2 separate regions of the Anas platyrhynchos genome follow, and region 2 is linked to region 1. A link is a contact called in public Hi-C data. All regions are on one chromosome and are shown on one strand. The core of a region is the stretch at or near the end of the contact, and the rest is flanking DNA. Distances in the headings are between cores, read along the strand shown. Region 1 overlaps S100P (S100 calcium binding protein P). Region 2 overlaps KIAA0232 (KIAA0232 ortholog).

Region 1 (6,780 bases), core at 1,411-3,910:
AGCCTTGCCTAATTTGAAACTCACCACAGATGATTTCCCAAATCTTTATTTGTAATAATTTTTCTCCCAAATCTTTTATTTTCTGTTAACAAAACTAAACGAAATGTTTGCTGCCAGCAACTGTTAGCTCATATTTGCTGAGCTGCTATTTATCTTATCGTTTTCTTTCCCTTGAAGCTGCCTTATACTGTTTCTTAAATGATCTTGTCCCGCATAATACTCGGGCCTAAGAGCTAAGATTAACCTGTAGGCACAAAAACAGGTCTAGCATCTCTGCAACTCAAACTCTGAATTATAAAAGTTTATCCAGGGAAGGAAATGCATGGCACATTCTGGGTAGATTTGGAGGAAATTAATAGTACTGGGGAAGAAAATCAGTGGATTGAAAGATATTAAAGTGTCTCTACCGAAATGCTTTTAGGTTGAATAATATATTCTGAAAAGTCACTTTTGTTCTAGGCTAAGGTGGGAGCTATATGTTAATTTCTTTTATTCCTGGATCATTTTCTCTTTGAGGTGTCATCAGTTGAATTTTCAGTACTACATTGAAATGAATATTCATCACAGAGTTAGAGCTTTTGAAAGATCTGCAGGTTAAAAAAAAAAACAAAACAAAAAAACAACACACACAACAAAACACCAAAAAAATACAAATCCTTTTTGTCCCCCTCTCTGCAGCAGTGAACATGGGAGGCTCCCTCTGGTTCTCCAATCAGCCCATGGCCCTGGAGTAAGCAGGGCTCTGCAATCCCAGGGGTGCTCCTGTAGCTCTCCAGGTATCCCCACAGGTACCGCTGGTGGGACCTTGGGACCTGATGGGAGTTAAACACAAACCTAAGGGTTTACAGGATTGGGGGCTGCAGGAACAATGAAAAAAATGATATCCCACTCTCTTCCTAGCATGCTTAAGTTGGTGGCAAGAGAGAAAGCTCAGGTCCTCCCCCACAAAAGGCAGCATGCTTTAGCTCAGCACTGTGCTAACATTTAGGGTGTTTCAGAGTCTGTGGGGGTGATGGGTCAAAAAGGGTTTAGCTTTGTACTGTGGCCAAGTGGAGTAAAGCAGGCCTTCAAATGTCTTACAAGCACGGGTAAAACCTCACAAAATCAGGAAAAGGGGCAAAATGGAATTAGAGAGTGAGTGCAGTTGTGAGGCTAGCAGACACCAGAAGCAGGGAGTCTAGGAAATAAGAGTGCAATTTAGGATAAATTACAGTACTGCTCATAATGGGATACAGCTCTCACCACCGAACAGTGCGTTCTTTGAAATTAGACATAAAATGGAGTAATAAGGTGAATCTCTTGGCTGACAGGACAGCTTTTCACCTGTGTGCTCTTTAAAAGATGCATTTGAAAGGGGATCACAGTGGTGTTTTGAACTGTGCTGCGGTGATTTCCCCAGAGACCTGAGACTGGCAAGCAAGGGGCAGCACTCCTTGGGTGGCTGCAGGGTACAGCAATGCCCAGGAGGTGCAGTCTCCACAGGGCTCGGTGAAATGCCCATTGTGGACAAATTGTCCTGCTCTCCATGGGACATACAGCGATGATTCAGAGAGGAGATTGCCACGGTGCAAAGCACACCTGTGTTTTGTTTTGAGTTTTACCACCAGTTCAAATTCTGCCTCAGTTGTGATGGAGAGTTTTAGACTCAGCAGGCACTGAAATGGCTGCATGTAGTGCCACACAGTGGTAACAAACCATAATTTCTGTGAGGATGGATGTGAAGCAATGCAGAGGAAACCTTTTAGATACTAATGCTAAATGATAAAAGGATAAATACATTTTTTAAAATAAAGTAACGAACACAACTGAATTTCCTCAGCTGAGGATGGTTTATATAGCTGGCTACCCAGCCATGCTATGCATGAAATTTTCCTCTGTAAATACCTCTGAATATGTAACATTCATATAATTCATAAATGATAATCAACTGCCTTCACAATGAGGAAAGTGCTTTTCTCAGGTGAGCCCTGACGAACCAGTGAGTGAGGGGATCCTGGGCTCTGCCAGCCTGGCAAGGGCTGAGCTGCACAGCACTCATCAGGTGTGGTCATACTGGATTAGAGCTGTGAAGATGCCTCAAACAAATGAAAAGATAAGGAGAAAAGGCTGATTTGGGATCCCTGGCTTGGCGAGAATTTTGTGCCTTTTCATATTTAGTAGTTGTCTTGCTTGGGTGGTGCAGAGAAATGGCCACTGCCAACAAAGCAAGCAATGGTACTCCTGCAGGTGTAATGTGTGTGATGTACTTGTCTCTGGGACCTCAGTATCCTCCCGAGTGTCATCCAGCATGACCAAAATGATGTGGGGACAGACGTCGGGCCCTTGCTCTAAATGTTGTGTTGCGTGAGCTCTGTCTGTAGCAGTGCTGGAGTGGAGACGCATTCCTGTGGTCCCTGGGGCAGGGGATGGGCACTTGAGGACCACCCCTGCACCCACTGCGGGTGGCCGCTGTGCCTGGTGTGGTGCTGGGGTGAACACCAGACACATGTGGCAAAGGGTATGAGGGGGGCAAGGGGCTCAGCGTCCTGCCAGCAGCTAGTGGGGACCAAGGGGAATCCCGGCCCTTGGATGGTGGTTACTTCATCCCACGCAGTGATGGGGAAGAGAAGGGCAGCCCCTTTCCTGAAGCAGCCAGCTGTCACATCCAGTAATATGCACTGGGATCCTGTGCCCGAGGTGTTAGGAATGAAGTTTTAGGTGGTGCTTGCACTGTTTAGTTCGTAGAGCCAACTGAGGCATGAAAGGTGGCTAGGTAAAAGGACAGCCTAAAACAGCCCAAAGTAATCCAATAGGCCCAAATTTTTCTCAGTGGGTTCCCAAAAGGATGAATACACTTCACCATATGCCCACCTCCACGTGGTTATGAATGGGTCAAACCTGTGGCTTAGCTTCAGCCTTACTCAGCATTATTTCATGGTTGGATGGGGCTTTGGGCAGCCTGGTCTGGTGGGAGGTGTCCCTGCCCATGGCAGGGGGTTTAACTGGGTTGTCTTTAAGGTCCTTTCCAACCCAAACCCTTCTGTGATTCTATGGTTGCAGTGTGCAACCCCATCTACCTTGCAACTGCACGGCAATATCACTGTACTGGTACAAGGGCCTTATCTTGTAATAGGAAATAAATCCATGCGAGCTTGGAGAGGCAGATTACTGCCCTGCCCTGGGGAGGATATTGAGCCTTTTGGCTAAGAACAGCATTTCAAAAAGCAGAGAAAGAGAGAAACTGCTCCGTACTTGTTAGTGGGACCCATTAAGCCCAGGCCCTTCCACAAAGGAGTAGATTTTAGCATTCAAGACAGGGATGTAAGCACTGGAGGATTTATTTTTACAGCCCAGCATGCTTGTAAACTGCAGCACAGTACATGGAAAGGATGACAGGATCCATAGCATTAACATATGGAGCACAGGCAAAGACAGTGTCTTGTGAGCATTTCGACAACTATTTGGCTGCTTTCTGCTCAAAATATTTATGACAGCAGCAAGTCAGAGCTGCCACAAAGATGACAAATTCTTTGAAGTCCACTTGGGAATCACCGTTTTCATCCAGATTCCTGAAGACTTCATCAGTAGCGTCCTTGTTCTTCCCTGTCTGCAAAAGAAAAGGAGTGGGCTGCAGTGGGGGGGATGCACAAAGCCCAGAAGCATCACAGGGAGCACACAGAGGTCAGGGGCTTCAGGTGGCACTGGGGACAAGTTTGTGTGTGTGCTGCTGGCATCCCCATGGAGAGGGTGCTAAAGGAAGCAGTAAGCGCATCGCCTCCTGCTAAAGGCATGCTCCTGGCTTTACTGCACCTGGGAGCAGTGGCCATGCAGCAGCACAGAGAGGCAAGTTTTCTACCTTTAAAACAGCTGTCATCATGGTTAAAGCTGTGTTGTCCACAGCCCCAAAGACATTACACAGCTGAGTTCAACCCCGTGCATTCCCCAAACCCTCCCCTGAAGGGCTCTGCCTGAGCTCATGTGCTTTGCAGCCCAGAAAAAGCCAAAATGATGTTTTCCTTGGGGCAAATGTTGGATGTAAGCTTCAAGCACTGCCATCCCGGCAAGGATGTGAACAGCCTAAGCAGTACCAGGGTGCTCCCTGGGCCCGGGCTGCGGGTACCACAGGCAAAAGTGTTAGAAAATAAACTTTATTCTTTCCAACTTGGCATCTTTCCGCCTGCCTCACCAGTCCAGTCCGTCGTGAGGATGGTAGCAAGCAAGACAATGACCAAGTAAAAAGATATATATGTATATATGGATACGTTTTGACAAATAAATAAATAAAATTTCTAGAAAACTCACAGGAGGTCTGTTTTGGCTTGAATCGCGGCACTGATCAACTCCAATTTTAGGAATAACGCAGTTTGAAAAATAAACAGGGGATGGCAGTAGAGACCCATGGAACATAGGAAACTACCGTGGGACTTTTGTAGAAGCTAAACAACCCAAAATCTGCTATTATAATCGAAAGAATATATAAAAACTTTTGGAAATGTTCAAGGAAGTGCCTGGAGGCGCTGCTTGATCACGGTCTGATTAAATATTTCATTCTGTAATTTCATGTTTCACTTTAAAAAATGTGCACCTTTAGATCCCTAAAAATTGAAGCAATTGCCCAGAGTTGATCGATGAATGTGTCTGGAAAATTCTATTTCTTTTCAATCATAAATTTTGAATTTATAAATGCATATTTAAAACTATTTAGTGAAGCACATGAACTAGTTTTTACTTCTGAATTTTACTTCTGATGTGGGAATTATCTTTTTTTCAAACTCTTTATAACCTAGTCCAACCCTTCAGTCTTATGACATGGATTTACTTTTGCTTCTGATTGACTCAAGATCTTTCCAGGCAGTTGTGAGCTCTGCTAGATGTAACTAATCCTAAAAACAGACATATTGATATAAAACAGGTGTATTTAAAGGACCCTATTTCTCAGAATATTCTTGGAAAAAAAAAAAAAGTTAGTAAAATGCAGGTAAAACAGTAACTTTTTTTTTTTCCCCTAAAATCAGATTTATATTCTCCATTGCTTTCTTGCAGTTATTAGTTTGCAAAACAAGGCATCGTTGTTTCAAATTTCTTTTTTTTTTTTTTTTTTTTTAAAGTATTTTTTTCTAATACTGGCATACTTTTTTTTTCCTTTTCTTTTATCTTTTCCTTTTTCTTTTCCTTTCCCTTTTTATTTCTTTCCCCTCTCCCTTTCCCCTTCCCTTCCCCCTCCTTTTTTTCTTTTTCTTTTTCTTTTTCTTTTTCTTTTTCTTTTTCTTTTTCTTTTTCTTTTTCTTTTTCTTTTTCTTTTTCTTTTTCTTTTTCTTTTTCTTTTTCTTTTTCTTTTTCTTTTTCTTTTTCTTTTTCTTTTTCTTTTTCTTTTTCTTTTTCTTTTTCTTTTTCTTTTTTTCTTTTTCTTTTTCTTTTTCTTTTTCTTTTTCTTTTTCTTTTTCTTTTTCTTTTTCTTTTTCTTTTTCTTTTTCTTTTTCTTTTTCTTTTTCTTTTTTTCTTTTTCTTTTTCTTTTTCTTTTTCTTTTTCTTTTTCTTTTTCTTTTTCTTTTTCTTTTTCTTTTTCTTTTTTTTTCTTTTTTTCTCTCTCTCTCTTTTTTTTTTTCTTTTTCTCTAGAGTATGTAAAGATGGGAAATGGAGATGGAGACTAGAAAATGACAGCACATTTAGCTAATTACCCTCCTGGAAAATGTTGGTTTATTTCCAGTGATTTCAGGAAGTAGTTAGGACTGGAGGAGCAGTTGCGTACAACTGGAGCAGGTGGTGCCCTGCAAACATATCCAGGGCCAGCCCTGAGCATCATCTCATTCAGCTGTCATTGGGGCTCCTCAGCTCTTCATAGGCCAAACGTCAAATGTCATGTTTTGGGGGTATTTCATACCCCTTTATAATTATGTTTTGTTGTTGTTGCTTGTTTGTTGTGTTTTGTTTTTGATTTTCTTCTTGTGGAGACACTTTGACTAAATACAAGTCCATGACCATGAACAGCTTACTATGACTCTTTTGGGTCACAACCACTGATCTAAAATAATTTCAGAGACATTTTCTTCTATTCATGCAGAGCCATCCAGATTTTTATTCTGAATGTTGCATCTGTATTTAATTTGTGAGTCATAAATCCAGCAGGCATGGATTTCATACCATGGTTTCATGCAGCTTCCTTGTAAAGAGACTAACTCATGTCAAGTACCGTCTACAGTGCCCTGAAGTAGTTGTTAAAAAATTGAATTATACAGGATACAAAAAATGGCAGCCACATTTGGAACATTTCATTCTAGATTTTTGCATTTAAGAAGAATAATTGGATGTACAAATAAATGTTAGTACTCTGTGCAAAGAGCAAGATTTTAAAAAACATTTTATAGATATTTTTAGCAAAGATAAGCAAATAAAAAACAATTGAAAAGGAAAAGCATTTGGTTTCCCAGGCAACTAAAGCTTTTGCTATAATGTATTAAGAATTTTGAATACCTGCGTGGAGATATTTTATTTATATGTATATATATATATATAAACTATTTAAATGTACATGAGGCATACATGCAAACCTATGATGTAAACTACTTTTTCAGGCCTTTCTTTTACTATTAAAGGCAGGTGCTAAACAGTTTGATCTGCATTCATCTGTTGCTCTTTGTGTTTGTGCATCCTTTTGATGCGCATACTAAGTATGCAGATATAAATACCTAGGGAAAGTAAGTGTAGAAATATGTAGAGAGGTTCTGCATCTCTAGTCAAGACCTTCCCAGCAGCCGTGACATCATGTAAGATTATAAATCTGGGAATAAAAAGTAGATTAA
Region 2 (6,780 bases), core at 1,121-3,620, 48 kb before region 1:
CCTTTCAGTAAACTAAAGGACAAGACTGCTTCTTGTAGATCATAAAAATATAACTTAAAATGAGGCAAACCATTTGCAGAGTTAAGTTCACAATACCAGGGTCCATACCCAACTGGAAAAAAATAATAGGATCTACAATAGGATCTATTTCTTTGCACAATCTGCAAATAAAGACTCTCAGGCAACAAAGCTTTCTTACACACTGCTGTGCACCTTCTACAGAGAAGTCAGCCTCTTAGATAAAGCTACAGATGCCACCTTCCTCCCTCCCTCCACTCCCAGGAGGGATAACCATCACACCTGGGCCTCCAGAGCTTCATTCTGGATGTTCACAATTAGACTAAACCTTGTCACACAGTAGTTGTCCTAAGGGTTGTTTACACAAAATTTCCTCTAATAATTGGTGAAATGTGCCAGCACATGCCATAGTTTACAATTAAAAGCTCTCGTTTTTGAAAGTTGGGTTTGCTTTGCTTCCATCTCTGACAACGTATGACAATTTTTCAAGGAATGAAAAAGCTATTACAGAATTCTTTCTTTAAATGTGAGTATCAAAGTCCACACTTGTTAAGCTGAACATACATTTTAGCAGTACTTTTCCCCAGAATAGTTTTATTAAAAGCCAGCAAACAATCCTTCCTCTCCCTGACAACTACACGTGGGTAAATCTGCAAATCCTAATTAGTATAAATTGAAAGTGAAAATTTTATCATGTGTGGTCAATAACATTCAAAGTTATGAATTCACCTTAGTAACTTTCAATCCCCCTCTAGAAGACTGACCATCAAAAGTACCGTCCCATCATATGATGGTAACAGAAGTCCACATTTTCTCTGACGTATTATGGAGGAATCATCAATTTTACCGTCATTTGTTTTGTTTCTTTCAGTGAAAAATCTCAACAAATCCTTAATATGCAAGCCAAACAGTCACACACAGGGGAAAGCACTGTCAAAGCCCAGAAACAAAGCCTATTTAAAAATCCAGTGAACAATGGAATCTGTGTCCTTAATGAATTTCACATGGCATTTAAAAGACATGTGAATCCAGAAGAAGCTGTTATTTTTTAATCACATTCTTTGTGAATCTAAGAAATTTGGCTGTGTTGTCTTCAGAGCAAGGACAGCCTTTTTTTGTGTTGGCGACGGTTGATGTTATTGTACAACAAATAGAGCAGGGACTCAATTCATGACTAAGGCTCTGAAACACTATCGTAAACCAAAAAAATTGATAATGCTTGTGCTGGAAACTAACCTCTCCCTCCATCCCATTTCAGACAATTTCTGCCACAAAGCTTCAGAAGCCTTGTGTCACAATAAGCACAGATTAAAACACCCAAGTGGAATGAAAGCAAGGAGTGCTAAAGTAGTCGCAGACATACACACAGCTCTTTTAGATATTTAGGATTAACTTTTATATATATACTGAGAAATGCACGAGTGGTACAATTTTGTTTTCACAATGGATATAGGTTCTAGAGTACCTCAGTCATATCAGAGAAGCACACACGGGACAGAAACCAGTGAGTGGCTGTCACTGCAAGATTTTTTTTCCTTGAATAATCTGCTCACCTATTTTCATAACGCTTATCCAAATGAAAATCTGAAGCTGCTAATCCTGTGTAAATGCTTAATGGAATTACTCAAAGAATTCATGAGTTACCACATAAGCCTCATTTTCTTAGCGAAGAGAAAGAACGCAGATATAACCAAGATGACACAAAGGAAGGCACGAGCACCGTTCTGTAGGATTTTGCACTGGGACCTGTGTTGCTTAATAAATTCATAAATGACCTGGAAGATGGGGTAAGTGACATAGAGAAGAATTTAGCAAGTTACAGCAAGCTAGCAGGGACTATGAGCACAGAGCAACTGAAAAACTGCAGGACTTTATGAAACTGAGCAACTCGGCAATAAAAATCAAACAAAATTCCACGTAGATAAACTTGAAGGGAGACCAGGCAGGAATAAAACCCTCGTGCTACTACTAATAAGCTCCTTATACAAAACAGTGAGCTTTGAGCTCACTGCTCACCGCAGAAACAAGCTCCTAAGTAGTATGTTGGAAATTTCATGAAACCAGAAACGAGGAGCCAGCAGCAGTTGAAAGACCAAACCACATTACAAAACCAAAGCCATCTCTGGCACCACATTCACGTTTTGCCCACTCGCTGTACGCTGCTGCAATGGATGCACCTTTAAATTATCCCAACCTGTGCTTAACACACACATACATGAACGGTGAGGAGCATGGGGTAGAGATTGCACTGGCTTGGCCTGGGCTAGAATTAATTTTCTTCACGGCAGCTCGTATCCTGCTATGTTTTGGCTTTGTGACCAAACCAGCCTTGATAACTGGGGTGCTGGAGCTATTCAGAGCGGCGCTCACACCGTGTCAAGGGCTTCTCTGGCTCTCAGGCTGCACGGCCAGCAAGGAGGCTGGGCTGGGAGGGGGCAGACCCAGGACAGCCGACCCAGGTGGCTGAAGGGATGTCCCATGCCGTGTGGTGTTGCACTCAGCAGTAAAAGTTGGGGAAAAGATTTGGTGATGGGGGAACGACACAAAGACGTTGGGAGTTGGGGCATCTGTGCTCCCATGTACCCGTTACTCATGAAGGAACCCTGCTTTCCTGGCAATGGCAAAACATCTGCCTTCAGGGGGAAGCAGCGAGTTCATTCTTTCTTTTGCTTTACCCATTGAATTGCCTTATCTCAGCCCACAAGTTCTCTCCCTTTTACCCTTCTGATCCTCTTCCCCATCCTGCTGGGAAAAAGCGAGCAAGTGGCTGTGCGGTGTCAGCTAACCCACAGCAGCTCACAGAGCCTCGGTCCTGTGATATCAAAACAGCCGTGCCCTCCCTGGATAGGGACTGACTGCAAGAACTCCATACAAAACTTCACACAAGAGCTATGAGGAATTCCTTGTCAGATTCTGAGGACACAAAACATACATATTTAGATGAGCTCCAAATAAAATTGAGGAGAGGACCCTCAGAAGTTTCCAACTAGGCAAACCACACTGGGCTCAGGAAATCCCTTAAGACTGAGAACAGTGCGGGGCAGAGGTACTGTTCGGGAGAGGTATCCCAAATATTCCCCCTGTTCATTTTTCTTCTGCAACAGCTCACTTACAGATGCTGCTGCAGACAAGTACCGGATTTGACAAAGCCTTTGTCTGCACCAGTACAGTTGTTCTCATAAAACATTCATGTTCACCATAATACAAGAACACCACTCCAAAGAAAAGGAGCTGGAGGAGTTCAATTAGCTGATCCACTCGCAGAGCTGCACATTAACACACACGAACTTTGTGACAAGATGTCAGAACATCAATCCTGCCGGAGAGCAGAGCGCTAACGGAGCTGGGGGAAACAGTCACGGAGGCCTGCCGAGTCAGCCGGTGAGGCGCCTGCACAAGGTTCAGCTGCACAGCTGAGATGCCGATATTCTTGGTGAGCTATATGTAGTCTGATTCCTTGAAATGTGTAAAATAAACTGGGAGATGTACAATTCGTTAGTTTAAAAGAGGCAAGATAGAGGGAAAAGCACAACCGAGCAGCAAAGCCTATGGACGCTGCAAACAGTCACAGCACACTACGTCCATCGCGTATCAAAACTTCTTCACTTTCCAGAACTACAAGATCTGGAAGTGGCTTCACAGTCAGACTCTTTTGAAAAGGTTCCTATTATGTACAGCACACTTCTTAGAAGTGCCTTTACATGGTGAATACATAGGAAGTGGCTCTCCACTAACAGGACGTAGGGATGTAACTCATGAGCCCTATCAGTCGGCAAGTTTTGCAGAACCTCTTTCAACAGTGTCTTAATATTTTACTGAACAAATTCTATCTTCAAGACAGAGTATGGTTGTCTCAGAGCATCGCTCAGGAAACTTTCAGGAGATCAAGGCTCACTATCAAAGATGTATTAAAAAAATCCAAAAGCAGTAACTTCATTTTACAGCACATAACCAGTACATCCATTCCCATTAACTTCAGGGAGTCTGGAGCAGTTCTGACAGAGCTGACACAGCTGATAAACGAAGCAATTTCTGGTACCACACATCCATTGTGTGGCCATACCAGACAAGTTTAAGGGCAGCGAACTTGTAAACTGCTCCCCTCGCCCCTGCCAAAACTATCACATCTCCCAAAATTTCTGTATTTGTTATAAAAATGCCTTTTGACTATTAAGAACACCTTCAAATATTGATCTGCTTTAATAAACCAGAAGATGTTTGTAGATGTATGAAACTACAGGAGTGAAATACTGCCTCACTGGCCAGCCATCATTAACATTGGCACCATTTACATCATTTCAATTAGAATTTGTCCAAACGAGGTTATCCATCTATCAATACAATCCTAATAATTCTCTTCATAAAAAAAAACGTATACCGCCATGAGACAGCCTTTTTTTCCAATTTAGTTTATTACTGTCCAAAACTGAATTTTGAACTAAAGTTGAAGCTTTTGAACTAAATTTAGAAGTGGTGCTTGACCTAAGTTTTACTTGTTTAAACAAGACTACAGCCTTTTTAAAATCCTATCTGTAAAAAGCGACATGTACTCTCATCACCTAATTTAGAAATAGGTATTTTTAATAAGCTTAAAAATACAAATTGGAATCTATAGACAAGGAATTTAAGCATTTTCTACTTTAAAAGTGAACTTAGGAAACTACAGGTAACTGACAACATTGGAAGCAATTACTATTACTACCAGCACCAGTGCCAGTTTGTGAGAACTAGAAGTGAGAGCTTTTATCCTAGCGGTAACACACTTTCAAGAGAAGAATGACACCAGCAGCAGCACCTTCATGGGGAAACCTGCTGACACAAAAGCCAGGCAGGGTAAACGGCACCTCAGCTGTGCACTGCTGCCGTGAGAGGATGTCCCTGCGTTTGCCTGGAAGGAACGGTAGGAGATGCTCAGCAGTTTGGCCCTGTACAAAACCTATCCACTGCGTGGCTGCACGGATGAATGGGAGCGGTTTGTTGTGCATGGGAGAAAAATCATTTTTGGTGGGCGGGTGGCAAGCACAAGTAAGCGGTCAACTTTTGTTGCCACAGAATTTCTCCATCAGGTGTAAGAGAGGAAGTGGCACTGCCGCCTTTGTGTAACTCAGCAGATTCAGCCTTCAAACAAGCAGAATCCCTCTGCAACAGCAGCCTGGAGATGTCACAGTACTGCTGCTGCAGGTTCTGGTAACAGAGAGGTTAACTCCAGCACTGCAGCTAGCCTGCAATATTGCAGATCACCAAGGTGTGGAGAATGCAAGAGGAACACTGGGTGCTGGTTCAGAGGAAGGCATACACGCACCTCCAAAGTGCCATGCCAACACCAGCTCTCCGACAGTTCTGCTGTGTTTCTTTTTCCCAGTGAAGGGTATCAGCATGATTTAAGCGTTTCAATTTCAAACTGCAGGTCTCAGCAGCACACCTCACGTCTGTAACACCCAGGGAAGGCTTGGATGGACTGCTGCAGGGCCGGAGAGAAGTCCCTGTCTAGCTGTAACTTCAAGGAGGAGACAGCTAGTCTTTTTTGTTCAGACCCCTGAGAATTTTTTACAAGGACGTATTTATCAAAAGCTCTATCTTTTCCTACGTGCATGTACAAAAGCAGCAGACTACACATTACTGATTACTATCATCACTCTTTGATAATTCTCTCAGGTTTAAGAAAAGAAACAGAGCTAATAAAAAACAAATCCAAATATATAACTAAGATCACCAAGGAAGCACGTTTTAAACCCACCGAGACACTTATCTTCAGGACTTTTGGCACGTAAAACCTGTAAGCTTCCTACCATTCCCATCTCAATAGACCTACTAATTTTTCTGCCACGTAGAACACATGGGGGCTTTCCAACGCCACCGAGAAGAATGCAGCCATATCACGGAAAGATCAGACAAATGCTCTCTACTGTTTTGACCCCTCTGCTTCCTGCCTTCTTGATGCCTTGCCCAACTCCTGGAGCGGTTTGAGCCACCTCCTGTGAGCAGCTCTCTGCTGGAGCCTGAACCCCATTCCCAGGCAGGCAGTAATGGCCTGGAGAACAAAGTCCTGCAGGCGTCCATCGCAGCAGACCTGCCTCCAGCTTCAGAGCCTCTCCAAGCACAGACACAGCCACCCATGTGCCCTACCGGGCTGCCAGGCACTGACACCCATGGGGCATCACCCCCCAGTGGCAGTGGGGCCACCCCGATAAAGCATTGGGTTCTCTTTACCACCCCATGGCCACCATTTTCACGCAACCATATAGCATTTAATTCAGTTAAAATGAAATTTAGTCTGAGGCATACTTTGCATCTTTCAGCTGGGGAGGGAAAAGGAGAATGAAGGAGAATGAATTATGAATTCCAGACATGCAATAGCTCCTGTCCATTTAAAGGCAGAGGTATTTCTCCAGCTATTTATACCTTCAGAGTCAATAACCCAGCCGTACCCAGCAATGACCACGCTATACATTTTACTTTATTTCATTAACTTGTACGTGGTTCTTCTCTGAATGCTTACTATTGAAGTCCTCTATATTTGGTTGAGGTTTTCTGTACTTGGTCTGTGATTCAAAGCACTCGTTACTGTCTTTTTGAAAAAGCTTAAAAAGAGCCCCACGAAGGGTTTTAAAAACAAATATTCTTGCCTGACTATACAGTATTTTCGGTATCTCTTTCCATTAAAAAATGGTATCACAAATTCAGTTGGGAGCTACATATAGAGAAGGTTTTCATTAATAGTTGTGCAAAAATGTGTAATATCTCAGGCACAAGAAGCTCGAT

Evidence for each region. A called contact is a pair of places that touch in the nucleus more often than the background predicts.
Region 2: a Hi-C map of skeletal muscle shows a contact between it and region 1, with 1.7 times the contacts expected there. The contact joins two enhancer-like sites. A contact is called at or near these places in 2 of 8 Hi-C or Micro-C datasets (liver and skeletal muscle).

Annotation. Positions count from the first base shown.
Region 1 is chr4:67,762,986-67,769,765 of IASCAAS_PekinDuck_T2T, reverse strand. S100P (S100 calcium binding protein P) reads right to left here. Exons shown (of 3, transcript XM_005016233.6): 3 at 3,437-3,594. The coding sequence ends at 3,437. Among named protein-coding and RNA genes, the nearest start is that of S100P, 4.4 kb to the right of the region's middle. Within about 2 kb of position 2,660, at least 2 of the 8 cell types and tissues checked have an H3K27ac peak or open chromatin away from gene starts, as enhancers often do.
Region 2 is chr4:67,810,456-67,817,235 of IASCAAS_PekinDuck_T2T, reverse strand. The region is part of intron 1 of KIAA0232 (KIAA0232 ortholog); the gene reads right to left. Among named protein-coding and RNA genes, the nearest start is that of KIAA0232, 9.3 kb to the right of the region's middle. Within about 2 kb of position 2,370, at least 4 of the 8 cell types and tissues checked have an H3K27ac peak or open chromatin away from gene starts, as enhancers often do.